Regions from separate parts of the Mus musculus genome. Here region 2 is linked to region 1. The links are chromatin contacts, called in public Hi-C maps. All regions are on one chromosome and are shown on one strand. Each heading gives the region's core, a stretch centred on a gene start, on an enhancer-like site or on the middle of the called end of the contact. The rest is flanking DNA. Distances are from core to core; before and after follow the strand shown.

What was found. A called contact is a pair of places that touch in the nucleus more often than the background predicts.
Region 2: a contact with region 1 is called in a Hi-C map of the N1E-115 cell line, with 10 times the contacts expected there. The contact joins two enhancer-like sites. A contact is called at or near these places in 5 of 484 Hi-C or Micro-C datasets (the G1E-ER4 cell line, the N1E-115 cell line, embryonic stem cells and 1 more).

Annotation. Positions count from the first base shown.
Region 1 is chrX:111,669,007-111,674,343 of GRCm38.p6, reverse strand. It overlaps Hdx (highly divergent homeobox), which reads left to right. Exons shown (of 10, transcript NM_001080549.2): 2 at 2,855-3,001. The coding sequence starts at 2,855. Among named protein-coding and RNA genes, the nearest start is that of Hdx, 25 kb to the left of the region's middle. Within about 2 kb of position 2,468, at least 2 of the 459 cell types and tissues checked have an H3K27ac peak or open chromatin away from gene starts, as enhancers often do. A contact at or near this core is called in the N1E-115 cell line, where this site is marked.
Region 2 is chrX:112,337,585-112,342,844 of GRCm38.p6, reverse strand. The region is part of intron 2 of Apool (apolipoprotein O-like); the gene reads right to left. Among named protein-coding and RNA genes, the nearest start is that of Apool, 29 kb to the right of the region's middle. Within about 2 kb of position 2,029, at least 6 of the 459 cell types and tissues checked have an H3K27ac peak or open chromatin away from gene starts, as enhancers often do. A contact at or near this core is called in the N1E-115 cell line, where this site is marked.

The DNA of each region.
Region 1 (5,337 bases), core at 1,219-3,718:
GACTTTAAAGTGTGAGTTAAATATGGCATCAAATATGTAAAAGCAGTATGATATCAGGATTTATTTGGAATATTTCCACCTGAATACACAGTCTTGGGTATTAGGAATATCTAAGGAGGCAGTCATTTTTAGAAGATGTATGCCTAAAGCAACAAATTTTAAATATTTAGTCATTGCTTTGGTGGTTTGGATATTATATACTGAGCATAATTTATCTTTTCTCATTAGCTTGGGGTCCTTATTAAAACACTGAATCTTGAAGCTAAAAAGAACATGAGAAATTTGATTCTTGAAATTAATAATTTAAGGACTTATTTATATTAACAATACAAATTATGTTGTTGAGAATTTGAGAAAAGTGAACTCAAATTTCTGTGTTGTAGGAACTGAGATTAATTAGTAGGCAAGTCAAATTGTGCAGCCCAGCATTTTACAGGCCAGGAAGAGTATGCTCAAGGAAATTAGGTGACTTGCTGAATAGTAAGCAGATCAGCTTAAGTAGCATACAGGCTGTCTTATTCCAATGATCTGGTGTGTGTTGGGTGGATGAGGCGATGCATAGAATATGAAACTAGAGAATCTTGAGGCAAGGCTAAATGGTCTGTGATTTCAATAATTAGTTACTCAATTCAGAACTTCTTTCCATGCAAATCCAATGACTGATTCCATGGAACCAATGGCATGCCATTTTGTTTTTTACATAGATTATTTTAAAAGAGATATTTCTGATTATTGCTTTGTAAGTAATTACCAATTTTGGCTGTGTGTTCATTTAATATAGACAAACATAGCTATGATGGGTAAAAATAATGGCATCTTATTCAGATGAGTTATTTAGTAGCTTAAAAGGAAAACAGCTCCTTTCAGCAAAGTATCTTTTTGCTGTTAGTGCCGAATTTAAGGGTAAGACTTTAAAAGTCCTTATCATTTCTACAGATGTGTTTGGTGTTCAGTCACTTGCATTTGTATATTAGTTATCAGTGGAGAAGTCCAGCTGTTCTTTATAATGTAAGTGTAGTGATTGTAGCCAGCCAATAGGAAGATAGTTTATCCTATATTTCTAGGGAGGTATGCTCACACTTGGGTATCAACTGCATCCTGCAGTGTAGGATTTTACTGTTGATGCAGCTGTATAGGAAAGGATCAGAGTGATTTTCCTAATTATGCATTCATAATTTGACTTTGCCACCCTCAGAATCCATTCCAGGATACCTTGCTTCTAAATTGGATGTGGTATTTCAGGTATTTGACTTCCATCTATCTTCTGCATCTTCTTCTGATTGTGGTTGAACCATTTAGGGTAAACTCTGAGAGTTGGAACCCATAATAGTACAAATTGATTTGATGGATACTGTCCCTACCTACTGTTGCAATCATCCTTGAGTGCTTGGTCAAGTTGACATTCACATTACTGAGCATCCTCGGTACTCTCCTTCAGAAAGTTAATGGAGGTCTTTATTTCTGGATGTTCCTGAAAGAAACTCTACATTCATTTCTCCTGTGGCCTCTCCTACAGTTAATTTCCTTTAATCATATCTCTTAGCAGTTAGAGAAGGGTTTGTGTGAGCAATGAGCAAAGTTTAAAAAATAAAAAAAATCAAACCCAATAACATACTGTAGAATATGGTTAGACTTTATGATTCATTAATTTTTATTGGGTGGATTTAATATTATAAGTATTGAGAGCAGGGGGAAATAAGTTGTATTTCCATATTAAACCTTGACTGTTTCAATATACTGTATACTAGGGAAAATGTTTAATTTGACTGATGGTATTTTTGTTGTGGCAGTTTTCTAATTTTGAGGAATGACTTCCTCAAGAAATTCTATGTGCCAAATTTTTAACAGAAATCCGAAATTCCCTTAATCAAATTACAAATGCTCTTTTTTAAAAATGCACTACTATAATTCATCCTTTAAAGATAGTTTTTGACCTGACATTTTCTTAGGCAATACACAAAATTCTTAGCCCTTTTTAGTAAACATCTTGTCCATTATCAGGGAAAGTAAATTTACATTGTCTACTGTTGATGGTGTCAATTTAATTTAAAAAGACAGCGTTTCCACGTGGCTTTAGTAAGTTATACTCAGTTTGAATTTCCATTTAGCTACTATAGTTATTAAAATAATTATTTTGGATAGCATTACATACAGCAACAGCACTTTCATGGTTATTAATCCCTTCTTTTTGTTTCTGATCCTTAATGAAATGTTTTGTTGAGCCGAGGGTGTTTGTGAACCCTTGTAATTGTAGCATTTGGTAGAGGCAGGAAAATAAGGATTGGAGGCCAGCCTGTACTAGAGCAAAATCAAAACAAACAAAAATTTAAAAAGACAGGTTTTTAAATATATGATAAAAAATTCTTTTTAACTCAGAATGAGGGGGGGGGAAGAGTCCCCTTTGTTTCTGAGCACAGCTTCTGACTGTTAAGACATATGCCAGATGCTTTTCTTGACATAGAACAGTGAGTGTCCCTGTTGATAATTGACTGCGTATGGCTAACACCATCTCTGGCTTTACTAGCCATAAATATTTATTTCCGTGAAAACCGTTTTTCCCCATGTACTGACACTAACCAGATAAGAGCTTGACTCTTTTCTCTTTTTTGTTTTCTATGTTACTTTACTGTCTTTGAAATTTGTGCTTTTCCAAGCAAATTAAATATTTGTATATATTTTTCAAGGGGAAGCTGTCTCCCTTTATCACACAAATTACTGCCCATTACTGAGGATTAATTAATTTACATAAATTGTGCACTTAGAAACACTGAAATTGTATCAAAAAACAAGTGTTCAAAATCTACACCTACCACATTTTTATTCCAATTTTCAGAGTATCTTCTTTTATTTTTAGATGAATCTACGTTCTGTATTTACTGTAGAGCAACAAAGGATTTTACAGCGTTATTATGAAAATGGAATGACAAATCAAAGTAAAAATTGCTTTCAGCTCATATTACAGTGTGCACAGGAGACTAAGCTGGACTTCAGTGTAGTCAGGGTAAGTATTGAGGTCTTGCACTTGAATTTATAGCTTTTTATTACAAATGATATTTGCTTACTATAAGAAAAAACTATTCAGGGTATGAAGTCCTAACTTTATACACAGCTTCATTTCCCTGATGTAAAAATACTATTTTGATAAAAAGAAAAACCCACCTAGTATCTATTTATTTTTATAAATACCTTGAAAACACTAAAACCCTTGCAGTATGAACATATCTCTTACATAGATCTTTGAACTAATAAATATCAATAACATGATTAGTGAAACAGAGATTTTTCTGAAGCAATTACAATTACCTATCTTTTTTGTTGTTATATTTAGAACTTTTCCTCACACATTTAAGATTTGAGAGTTTCTCTTTTCAGGAAAGTACAATTGGTTTTACGGATATATTTTCTTTCTAAGTAAAATGTATATATTTAATGGTTAGCAAGTATGATACAGGGAATCCCAAAGGAAGAAATTATTGCAACCATTCTTATTCTGTGTAAATAAAATCAAAGCTACTCCACATTCCTGAACAGCAATGAGATAATAGAGAGGAGGCAAGTGATAAATCTAGCAGAACTAGTGACTGATTTTATTGGATGCATCGGTCTTTTCATGTTTATTTAAACATTCTGCAAATCCTTTTGGTGTGGAACCCTACTGATTCAAAGATTAACAACTTTCCTGTCCATGACATTCACTAGACTAATTTTGAGAAAAGAGGGATATATGTTTTTTCAAGTTTATTTTGCTGTACAATTGTACCTTCAAAGACACTCGAGACGATCTTTAGATAGAGAGGTTTCAAAATTATTTCTTAAGAACTTAAGAATTTATTCACTTTCAAATATGAGATAATGCCATGAATTATAGGGTAAGTATTGTCTAAGATCAACTATCAGATTCACATTTCTATAAAAACTACAACTATCTCCTTTTGGTAGCTCTAACTGCACCATTTAAATTAAAAATAATAAAATATTTCAAGTTGAGGAGATTGTACTGTATACAAATAAACTCTTTTCCAACTGCTAATTCCTTGGACTTCCCCCCCTTTGTCTCATCATTACTTTGAAGTAAATCATCTTCCCAGGCAGCTGAAATGTGGACCATCTTTTATATTTCAAATTTATTATTAAATTCTTCCCCTTATAACTACTACTATTATATTTGAATATGGAAATATATTTCTACTTCTCATGGAGTGAAAATCTAAAGCAATGATAGTAATAGGTTTCAATTCTTAGAATGTAGTATTGTGACTATAATATTGTATAGATATAAGGACTTGTGTAAAGCAATCAATTTTCTTCATTCCAGGAAATTATCAGTCGTACACAAACTCAGTATTTCAACTCTACATCCCAACATAATATTCATTCTTTTTCCACTCAGACAAAGGCTCAGCATAGCAGGTTGTACGTTTTTAAATCTACAATCTCCCCCGTATTTTGCTATTTATGCATCCCACTTGAGAGAGATCTTTATCATTTTTATTATGTTACTGGTTTTTTTCTGAAGAATTTTAAGTATTATATTATTTACTCTGTATATAAAGTGAGCTTAAAAGGCTGACTAAAACCTCCAAGTAAAAAGAATCACTATGAAGTAAATGGACAAGAGAACATTGAGATATAGAAAAAGGTGAAGTGGTTTAGAACAGGGAAGTATGAAAAGGCTGTAATGAGACCCATTCTTTTGTGTGCTAACCCCTCAAAACTGAAGAAAAAATGTTCTGACATTAAGTAGTGGTAATGGTTATAAAATGCTGATGATATTAAATATCTCTGTACTGAAAAAAAGAAATTTAGAGGTAGTAAATGTAAAAGACTGAACTGCAAGAGAATTTTATGACCTCCAAATATTGGCAATTCAAACATTTTCCTTTCTTTTTTCCTATGAAGACTCGGCTTGCTAGATCATCATCTTTGATTCTCATTATCCTAGTTTGTCTGACATGTTTTTCATTTTCCTTTTGATGAATGAGGCATTTACAAGGAGTGGACATTTATATCTGATAAGCATTGCTAAGTTTTAGATCTTATATCTGAGCAGATTTGGGTAAGGTTTAATTTTTGTAGCCCTCAATGAATTTTCTTTATTTACAACATTTTAGGAAGAAGTGTTTCTTAAGTGCATATTTTTGTTGTTTTCTTTGATAGGAAACTTGGAAAATAATTGTACTCTTAGTTTTTTTTCATTGTTTAGTGATTTCTTATTAAGAGTTTATTAGCATATGTCAATTATACTTAATGAATTTCATTATGTTGTTTTTATGTTCCCCCTTCTGGATCAAGAGTGTTGTAATTTTTTAAAACACTTTATGGCTTATTCAATGCACT
Region 2 (5,260 bases), core at 780-3,279, 670 kb before region 1:
GCTTTAGCTTAAATAAATCATATTAGCATCTATGTGTACTTAGAATAGCCAGAAAGATATAATTTATATGAAAGGTGATCTAGATTATATACAGGTATAAATATAGATATCAGGTATATTATAGAAAGTCCACTCACACAAAAGAAACCTAGGTGTGGTAAATAAGTAAAATTATTAATTTAAACGTTTGCCCATTATAAAGGTGTTGGTGATAGTGATGGTGATGGTGGTTTTAAAGGGAATCATGGAACTGGAAATATAGCTCAGCAGTTAGAAGCAGTAGCTGCTTTTCCAGGGCATCCAAGTTCAATTCCCAGCAGTCACACAGAAGCTTACAACCCCTCTCCTTCCTGTTCTGACCCTCACAAATGACAATGAAATAAGTCAAATTTATGACATCAAAGAGTTTGGAAAGTCCCAGGGATATTTAGGTTTGACCTGGCTGTCTGCTCAATATACTCCCCAATTTCCAATTTTATGAAACACTGGTTTTAGTTTTGTGAGGTAGGGGATGGAAGTTAGGTTTCTTCATGAGCTCTGTCACAGAGGGATATACCCAGCACTTATTTAAGGGTCTAATCACGTGGGCCAGGGTAGGTTAGGAATCAGGATCTTCCTGTCTCTGCCTTCCAGATCAGCTCATTAAATAGTCTAGTTCTGTCCACCAGCCACACTAAACTTTCTTGATTATAGTCACATATACCAGTATATTTTAGACTAACCGTTTAAAAACGTCTTGATTTGTAACCTACTGTAAGCAAAACTTTATGTCCACAGTTTCTTAGGAAAGGAGTCAGAATGATTTAAAATTATTTATCTTCTAAGGCATGGATATTCAAGAACAACTGAAAGAATATAATAATAGAATTGCAACTCTATTGTGAAAATTTGAAAAACTAGCAAATAGGATATCATTGTATACCTTATGGGCAAAACATTACCACTATGCATTAGAGGCTTTGGACTTAAATACCATTTATTATATTCAATGTGTTTGTATCTAGTTAGAAATTGTGGGGGCTGGAGAGATGGCTCAGTGGTTAGAAGCACTGACTGCTCTTCCAGAGGTCCTGAGTTCAATTTTCAGCAATCACATGGTAGTTCACAACTATCTATCTCTTCTGAATAATTCTGTAATTGTGCTCTGAAGAGGCCTAAAAATCTGTATTTCATGGCAAGAAACAACAAAAGTGGATAGTGAAGCCTCCTGCAGTGGATGTGCTAGTATATTGTAGTCACAGGGGCTTGGGAGACATTTCAAAAATCCCTGGAGGAGGGAGAGTCCCTGGAGTTAATTTCTGGGTAGGAAAGAGCAGGCATGGAACCCCACGAGGGGATGTGGAATCCTGCTGCATGCAGTCCTGGTTATTTTCGCTGCTGGCAAGCTGTCTGCTCTGTGTGTGTCACTTTCAAGAGCTGCTGTCCACTCTGTTTTCTGTTTCTTATTAGGAGGTGATTTTGACTTAAATGGACTGACAACGTTGGGTCTACAGGACCTGCCCTCTTGGCTTAAACTTTTTCTCCCTCGACAACAGGCATGAGTTTTTGCCTTGGCTAGCAAAATGTCCAAGGGTACAAAGGAGGAGACACCAGATCACCTCTCTCCTGCACTATCCCTCTCCTGGTCCTCCAAGAAGAAGCAGAAGATGTTATTTTTCCACCCCCATATTATCCAACCCCTCAAGTGGAATAGCAATGGCCCCAAGCAGCCCTGCCTTCTGAGTCTGTCATCTTGCCCTAGTGTGCAACAAGGGCCTGTTGTTGATCAAGGAAACCAACCTCATCACTATTGGCCCTTTGCCACTAGTGACCTTTTTTTAACTGGAGAACACAGAACTCCCTCCTTTTCAGACAACCCTTGAGATTTAATTAATCTCTTAGAGACAGTCCTTTTCACCCACCAGCCCACTTGAGATGATTGCAAAGAGCTCTTGCAGGTTTTCTTCACCACAGACAAAGGCCAGAAAACTGGTTCCTGGCCCCACAGGGGAATCCACTCAGATTAGGACTTCAACAATGCTAAAGGTAAGTAAGGGGAGGCTAAGTCCTACCCGCCAGGCTCCCATTGGCAGCTCTCAAAGCGGCTGAGACAGCCACTAATTTGCCCAAAGGTAAGCAAAAACAGTAGTAGCTCTAGCCTTTATTAACCAGGCAACACCAGATATCAGGAAACTCCAAAGGGTTCAAAGACTAAGAAAAAAGTTTAAAAGATAATGGCAGAAAAAAAGTGTTTAATAAAGATAGAAAAATAGGGGACAAAAGACAAATAAAAGAGCAGAACAAACAGCCTCTCAATCTGGCAAAGATTCTGTTGGCAGCCATGGCCAAACTAGAGGACTGTGGGAGACAGTGTGAAACAAATGGCTTCTAGAAACCAATGTGCTTACCCAGGCCCTGGCACAGGGCCAGTGGCCTACCTATGTAAAAAAGACATCTAAAACAAATGCCTTCTACAAAAAAAAAAAAAAAGGTAAGTGGGTCCCTAAGGACTGAGAACAGCCCCTCTTAGAAAAGAACTAATGTGCTTATTGTAAAGAGGAGGACCACTGGGCCAGGGAACATCCCCAAACAAAAAGCCTATTCAAACTATGACCTTAAAAGTTGCCCAGAGTAACCCTAAAAAGAAAAGAGAAACCCACCAGCTTCCTTGTTGATAACAGAGCTTAACATTCTGTCTTGCTAAATCCTAAAAGATAAAGTCTCTTCAATAGTTTATAAATGACGTCCTAGTGAGAGCAGAAACCAAAAAAAAAAAAAAAAAAAAAGAATGTCTAAAAGATCCATGACCTCTTGGAGGCCCTGGGAAATTTAGACTATCAAGCCTCCGCTAAGAAGGCCCTACTCTGCGAACCACAGGTGACCTACCTAGGTCCAGGAGATACATAAGGTCAGAGGTGGCTCTCTGAGGTCAAAAAATATTTTTTTCTATACCAGCTTTGAGGTTGCCAGAAGTGACTAAGCCCTTCCATCTCTTCATGGATAAGAGATCTGAGACAGCAAAAGGAGTATTGACTCAGACTCTGGGCCCTGGTGCCAGCCAGTGGCCTACCTGTCAAAGAAATTAGACCCAGGTGCCAGAAGCTGGACCCTCTGTTTACACATCATCACAGTGACGGCCTCCTGACTAAGGATGCTGACGAACTGTCACTGGGCCAAAGCCTGACCATCAACAATGCCAGAATGACTCATTACCCAGGATAACCTTTCAGGCCCCTACTGCCCTGAGCCTAGCTATCCTGCTGCCTGACCCAGACCTCAACGGGCCTCTGCATGACTGCTCAGACATTTCTGGCCCACATTCATGTGACCAGACCAGATCTTCAGATAGTTTCATTCAGGATTGACAGAGATATCCTGGAGCAGCAGTGGTCTCAAGCACCAATATCATATGGGCAGAGCCCAGAAAGCTCAACTGGTAGCTCTAATCAAGGCGTTAGAGCTGAGAAAAGACAAGACACACAAGTAGCCAAGTGTGCCTTTGCTACAGCTCATGTTCATGGGGCTATTTATAGGGAGAGATGCCTTCTAACAGCAGAAGAAAAGACTATCAAAAATAAAGAGGGAATCCTCTCCCTACTAAGGGCTCTATGGGGGTCTAAAAAGCTGGCCAATTCATTGCTCGAGACACCAGAGAGGGAAGGACCTAGTTTCAGAGGGCAACAATAGGGCAGATCATGCTGCCCTAGAAGTCGGACCTCTCTTGCCTTTGACTTCCCTGGATCTAGGGATCCCACACTTCCTGACCACCCTAAGTATTCAAAAGATGACATAATCTGGGCTAGTAATTAGCCCATGTTCTGTTATGACAGATGGTAGAGAATAGCAGATTACAAGCCTATTGTGCCAGAAGAAACAGGACTACACATACTTCAAAAGAGTTGCTGCTCTTCCCACATGGGTGTTCAGAGAATATAGAATTTGCTAATTTCAGGATTAGAATCTCAAAGATAGCTGAGATTGTCAAGAACTGTAAAGCCTGCCGGATAACTAATGTGGTGACTAAGGAGAAGAACCCCAGTAATAGGTTCAGAGGCACAAAGCCCAGAGTCTATTGAAAGACAGACTTCACAGAGGTAAAACCAGAAATTTTAGATACAACTATTTACTGATGCTTATAGATACCTTTTCAGGTTGGACTGAGCCTTTTCCCAACAAACATGAAAATAAATCCACAGTGACAAAAAAGCTCTTAGAAGACAAACTGCCAAGGTAGGGACTTCCTCAGATGATAGGGTCAGGCAACGGACCAGCTTTTGTGTCTCTGATAAGTCAAGGACTAGCTAATATTCTGGGGATTGACTGGAAACGTTATTGTGCATACAAACCCCAGAGTTCAGGACAGGTAGATAGAATAAACAAAACCCTAAAAAGAGACCTTAACTAAATTGACCTAAGAGACTGACAAAGACTGAGCTAACTCTCCTACCCTTCACTCTGTATCAGGTATGAAATTCCCCTTTACCACTTTTCAAATCATGTTTGAGATATCCGCCCCCCACCCCACCTCTGTTCTTAACATACAGGCAGAAGTCATCACTGAGTTTGGGGTCTCCAATTGCTGAATGATCTTGAAGGTTTCCAATCGGTTCATAAATATGTTTGGCCTAAACTTCATATTCTCTATAAAACAGGTCCCCCTCCAGCCAGGGATCATTAGAGCCTCATTTTAAAGGTCCCTCCCATCACCCTAAAGGTCCACAGGATTGCAACATGGAATCATAGACCTATTTGCAGTTGAAGATGACCCAGACCAGCAGGAGGAAACTTAACCTCAGGACTCCCCCCTGTCTCCCCACTGATGGGGCCCTAGCCAAACCTCAGGGACACCACGAGGACTGGACAATGACAACCCTGATCCCCTCTAAAATATGACGGTCCAGTCCTTTCTGGTCACAAATACATCCAGGCCTGAGTTAACTGACCCATAAAGACATAGCCCTATTATTGTTTTCATAAGATTAGATAAATTTCAGGAAATCCCTTGATTGGCCCTTCTAGTTACCAGAAAAAGGGAGGAATGAGAGGCCAACCCTACTCCATCTAGGGACCAGCCTCCATCTTAAACAACAACAACAATAACAACAACAGCCTGAGAACTTGACTTACAGCGGAACCCAAGCTGTACCCAAGAACCAGGAAGAACCCTACAGCTTGTCCTTGGCCCATAACCCAGAGGTACTCCCTAACTACCACCATGGGATGATCACCAAAAACAACAGCAGCAGTGGAGTGAGGTCAACCAGAACCTAGAGTGCTACAG